2 separate regions of the Columba livia genome follow, and region 1 is linked to region 2. A link is a contact called in public Hi-C data. All regions are on one chromosome and are shown on one strand. Each heading gives the region's core, a stretch centred on a gene start, on an enhancer-like site or on the middle of the called end of the contact. The rest is flanking DNA. Distances are from core to core; before and after follow the strand shown.

Region 1 (2,700 bases), core at 48-2,547, 69 kb after region 2:
CCTGAAGAGCTTGCAGTAGAGCTCCATGGCACTGGGGCTGTCGTCGTTCCCAGGGATGGGGTAGGTGATCAAGCAGGGGTTGCAGTTCGTGTCCACCACCCCCACCGTGGGGATGTTCATCTTGGCAGCATCCCGGATGGCCACGTGGGGCTCGAAGACGTTGTTGAGGCTGCTGAGGAAGATGATGAGGTCAGGCAGGCGGACGCCGGAGCCGAACTGGATGTGTGCATTGGTGAGCAGGCCGCCCTGCCAGTAGCGGGTGTGGGCGTACTCCCCGCACTCCCGCGCTGTGGTCTCGACCAGGTGGCAGAACTGGCGCTTGCGGCTGATGAAGAGGATGATGCCCTTGCGGTAGGCGACGTGGGCGGTGAAGTTGAGGGCCAGCTGGAGATGCTGCATTGTTTGATCCAGGTCGATGATGTCCTGATCCAGGCGGCAGCCAAAGATGTAGGGCTCCATGAACCTGTGGGGACAGCGGGAGGGCGACACAAGGGGACGCAGGGACGTGGTGCTAAAGGCACTTGTGCAGGGTAATAACTGTGCCCAGGGGGAAATGTGGGTCTGTGTGGGCAATTCCAGCCCCAGACCAATTTAGTGCAGCCCCCAGGAACTTACACGGTTCTGGGGAAACACTCCTGATGTCAACAAGCACTGGGTCACAAAATGGTATCACTCACCTATGCCGACATCCCTTTTTGTGCCCCAGGTGCACGCGAGCATCAAAGAGATCTTTCAGGGAGAAGAGCTCCTTCACGTTGAAGAAGTCGGGGTGGCTGAGAGGCTCGGTCAGCAGCTTGTCATCCACAGCTGAGAGCAGGGCAAAAAACAAATCAATCCATAAATTGCTGCTCCCCCTTGTTGTGTCTGCAGGGGATGAGATGTGACTGGAGAAAGGGTCACTTGAGTACAAGGGCATGGTGACAGCAGCAAGGACATTGCTCAGCGCCTGGCCCCGGGTGCCGGGGTGCAGGTCTCCGGTTCGGGGGTCCCCCCGTTTCCCGGGGCAGGAGCACTCACCGCGGGGCCGGGCCGCTGCCGCCGGGGCCGGGACGGTGCTGTAGAGCCGCGGGGCTGCTGCGGGGAGAGAAACACGGGGGTCACACGGACCGGGCCTGGCGGGCTGGGCTGTGCGGGGCACGACCCGCTCACCTGCCCGCAGGAGCCGCCGCACCGCCATGCTCCGTGCCCGGCGGCCGCAGGGCTGGAGGAACAGAAGGAGGAGGAGGAGGAGAGACAGAAGGAGGAGGAAGGTCAAGGCGGCACTTTCCGCTTCCTGCCGGTCCGGGGCCGGCCCGTCCGCCCTCCCCCGGGGCGGGGCAGCTGCGCGGAGCGATCGCCGCCCGCTCGCCGCGTCCCGTCACCCGGCAACGCGCGGCGCTTGGCCCGTTCCCGTTCCCATGTCGGGCCCGGCGGCCGCGGGAGGCCCCGGCCCCCGCACCAGCGACTGGTACCGCACCAGCCCCGGCCTGCCCGGCCGCTTCCAGCAGCCCGGCTGCTTCCGCGGCTACGGGTGAGCGCGGCCCCCGGTCCCGGCCGAGCGCGGCCCCGCCGAGCGCCCCCGGCAGCCCCGCTCCCTCCGGTGCTCTCTCCCCGCAGGCAGCCGGAGCCGCACCCCCGGTACCGGACCACCAGCCAGGCCTACGGCAGCAAAGCCCCCACGGTGCACGACGTGCCGGTAGGTTGGGGGGTGCGGGTTGATGGAAGCGCCCCCGGAGGCTTCGGGGATGTGGCTTCTGCAACATCCACAGAATCGCGGAATGGTTGGGGTTGGAAGGGACTCCTGGAGATGATCGAGTCTAACCCCATCCCCAGGCGATGAGCTCCCCAAAGCAGATGAAGTGCCCCCGTCATTGCATCCAAACTTCTGCTACTGGTGCTGGCCTTTAAACCACCTTCCTCCCCTTTTCTCGCTCTCACAGACCTCGTTCCACGGCACCTCGCACGTGTTTTCCAAGTCTCTGTCGCAGTTTGGCATGTACAAAGATAACGGGCTCAACACCGCCCTGGAGAAGAGCCACGTCACCGGCCCGGGCAACTTCATCACCGCCCACGACTGCGACTTCCACCCCAGCTACAACCCCAGCGGCCCGTCGCACTGTTAGATCCGCACCGCGCGGAGCCGCTTCGGTTTACTGCTGGCTGCCTGGGTCAAAAAAATAACAGAACACAAATAAAACACCACCAAGCAAACAGTATCAGTGACCTTACCCTAAATCTGGTGCTGAGCCTCATCTAAAAGCAGGACGTATCATTAGAAGTTAAGATTTTAAATGGTTTCTGTACTATTAAATGAATAACCAAACTGCATGTTTTCCAGAGGTGTTCATCAAGCCTTTGGATTTCTTACAGAAAACATGTTTGTCTTTCTTACCTCTCAAAACGACAATGTTTTAAGAAATTACTCAAATAAAGACAACTGATAAGAGCGTTTTCTGAAGTTTTATTGTAACAACTGTAGTTACACAGCCAGTGAATCTGCATCACTTAGTGTCTGCGCTAAAGGGAAAACCTCAGCACGTTTTGCTTAAAAACTGGTCTATTTATGGATGAGGAATGGTCCTGCCTTAAATGTAAAACATACTAATAATAGATATTAAAAATGAGTGTACTACTATCTGTTTGCTAAGCAGAAATGGCCCTGAAAAGTTAACTTTTTAAATATTTAACACATGAAAAGAAACAAGCAACTCGCTATCATTC
Region 2 (2,700 bases), core at 112-2,611:
CATGGCCACCAAATCTCTCCTGTCCCCAGCCTCGGTGGCCCGAAGCCTTCCCACCCCACACTGCTCCTTCACCACATTCAGGACCATCATTATATCTTCAGCTCCTCTGTAACACTCTCTTTCTGCCTCCACTTCTGAAACACTCAACAAAGGCACCGGCTGTCTCGCTGGCTGCAGGAGGGGGCACGGACTGGCCCATCTCTTGTCCCCCCTCCATTTTCTTCCCACTGGCTGCTGAGAAAAGGGATTCAGCCGTGCCCACCGCATGTGAAAAGCCCCCGCCTGCCTGGTGTTTTATGAAGGAAGAAATCTCCTTGGGAGAGCAGCCAAACGTTCCCAGCCTCCCGCTGGGTGTTTCAGACGGGAGCGCTGGGGGATGCGGGGGGATGGCGGTCCTGTGGGGCCGGGGGGAGAGCGGGGGACAGGGCTGCTGGGCTCTGCGAAAGCCACGGTCACATTGCATTGGAGGACGAGAAAAGGAGGTGGCAGCCTTGCTCGGGTGGCCAGAGCCTGCTCAGCCTCTGCTGTCTTGAGGGAGGGAGTTTCATGGTCGGGCTGGGGATGCTGAGCTTCGTGTCCATCCCTCGGTACAGGCTGTGGGACGATGGGGTCTGGCTGTGTGTGCTGTGACCCAAGCACTGGCTGTGTCACCGCAGGCTGGGCAGCACCCCGTGTCCCCACCATGAGACAGGCTACGCAGCACACCGTGCTGGGGACAGCCCTGAGGATGCTGGCTCTGCCGGTCCCTCTCCAACTGGATTTTCTCCTTTATTATCCCCACACCTTTCCCCTCCTTTCCTTTTCTCCTCACCTTTTCCCCGCACTTTCCCTCCTTTTCCTCTTTTCTTCTCCCCACACACCACCTCCAGCACCTCTCCCAGACCACACAGCCCCACACTTTAGAGACCCTTCAGACCCAGCAGCTATTTCAAAGGCAGCCAAGAGGCCCCCAGGCTCCAACCCACCAAATCAAACTCGAATTTGCAGCTTATATGCAAACATAATGTATCTGGACGTTGGGGCTCTGCTGGCACACTGAGCAAATAAACAGAAACACATGGCTGAGCCTGGAAGAGCAATAACCTCAGCTGCAGCTGAGAGATGGGCTTGGTGGGAGGCTCTTAACGAGCAGCACCCAAAGTGAATTAATTACACCTGACTCCAATGGGCATCTCTGGGCTGTGAGGTCCTGTGGCCATGCTGGCAGCAGGGCTGTGCTTGAGGGTTCAGGGGGGAGAAATGGGGGGAAAATAGATGTTTCTACTCTGCATCTGAACTAAAAACTACAAGAACAAAGCCAGACAGGCTCAGCCCCAAAGAGAGAGCCATGTTTCCTTTTCTAGTTCATTCTGCAAATGTTGTTTTCCATGTGAAATTAAAACCTTCCTTCCTTTCTTTCATGAGGGCCATTTAATATACTTCGAAGCCTTTTTCTTTTTAGGCTGGGATCAATTTATCAGTGAAAATGCTGCTTCCCAAAAGCACGTTTCATACCTGAAAATGATGAAACAAAACACTTAGCGGCTCCAGAATTAAACCTTTCATTGGCAAGCCCTAGTGCAAAGTGTTTCAATGTTTTTATTGCACGAATCCTCCTTCCCCTGTGAAGATGCTGCCTCAATTTGAGACACGTAAGCAGCTTTAATAATTTTCAAACTTTGAATTTCGTAGTTGTAAACCCAAAGAAACCTCTGTTCTTAAACCATTCCACTAGCGCAGCTCTCCCACTCCACCTTCCTGTCGCCTGGAGATGCTGCTCCTCCTCGCTTCATATATTTTCTCCTCTGAGGTTTCCTGAAACGTGCTTCTGAAGTTTAAAATAATATAAAAAAAACCCCATCTGGACCCCCAGCACCCTCCCCACTGCCTTTTGCAGCCCAGATGTTTCAATGTGCGACCCCGAGGTGGGGACAGGGGCTGAGCAGCCACGTCCTTGCCAGCACCGTCCGGAGAGGCAATGGGAAACACTGATTTTTTCTGCACAAAATCACACCCCATTTCCAAATTCTTTTGTCCCTCTGGGTGAAGGAGGAAAAACCAACTCCCAGCAGCTTTCCCCTTTCGCCATCCCCCGTGTTCCCTCACTTCAGGGTTTTCCTGCAGGAAAGCCTCAGTTTCCCCTTGTGGAATGGCATCGAGATCTGAGATGGGTGCTCTTCTGTAGGGAAATCTTTGATGCAAACAGGGTAATAAATGTGCGAGCAGCCACGGTGAGGTGTGCTTTTCCTTCCTAAGCGTGCTGGGAGAGCAGCGCAAGCACAAGCAGCACAGACAGGCAACTCTCCTCCGCCCCAGGAAAGGCACGTGTCTCTTATTTTCACAACTCTTGGTCTTGCTTCCTCCTCCTCCTCCTCATCACATCATGGGGCTATATTTAGTCCCAGACGCTGCAAACCCTTTTGTACAACTCCCGCAGAGCCTCTGGCAGGATCGGGGCAGGGATTACTTATGGTAATTCTTTGGGCTGGGAACACCCCAGCCCGTATTAATAACAAATAATGAGGGCAGTTCCTGGAGCACAAGATAATTATCCCTGCCACGCTGGGGGCTTCATTAAAGGTCTGGCTCCACGTGAACAAGCAGGTTTTAGCCGGCACCGCCGATGAGAATGATCCAAGGAAAACCTCCCATGGCCACCGGAGGAGGGCAGAAGGAGGCAGAGGGATCGGGCCCCAGTGAACCGCTTGGCGTCTCCTCTGA

The links. A called contact is a pair of places that touch in the nucleus more often than the background predicts.
Region 1: a contact with region 2 is called in a Hi-C map of liver, with 3 times the contacts expected there. The contact joins the promoter of PIERCE1 here to the enhancer-like site in region 2. A contact is called at or near these places in 2 of 2 Hi-C or Micro-C datasets (crop and liver).

Annotation. Positions count from the first base shown.
Region 1 is chr19:2,901,991-2,904,690 of bColLiv1.pat.W.v2, forward strand. PIERCE1 (piercer of microtubule wall 1) reads left to right here and starts at 1,298. Exons shown (of 3, transcript XM_065035649.1): 1 at 1,298-1,510; 2 at 1,597-1,675; 3 at 1,920-2,425. The coding sequence starts at 1,398. The coding sequence ends at 2,102. MRPS2 (mitochondrial ribosomal protein S2) reads right to left here and starts at 1,324. Exons shown (of 4, transcript XM_065035647.1): 1 at 1,150-1,324; 2 at 1,018-1,074; 3 at 678-807; 4 at 1-463. The coding sequence starts at 1,177.
Region 2 is chr19:2,832,875-2,835,574 of bColLiv1.pat.W.v2, forward strand. No RefSeq gene overlaps it. Among named protein-coding and RNA genes, the nearest start is that of EGFL7, 18 kb to the right of the region's middle. Within about 2 kb of position 1,362, at least 1 of the 3 cell types and tissues checked has an H3K27ac peak away from gene starts, as active enhancers do.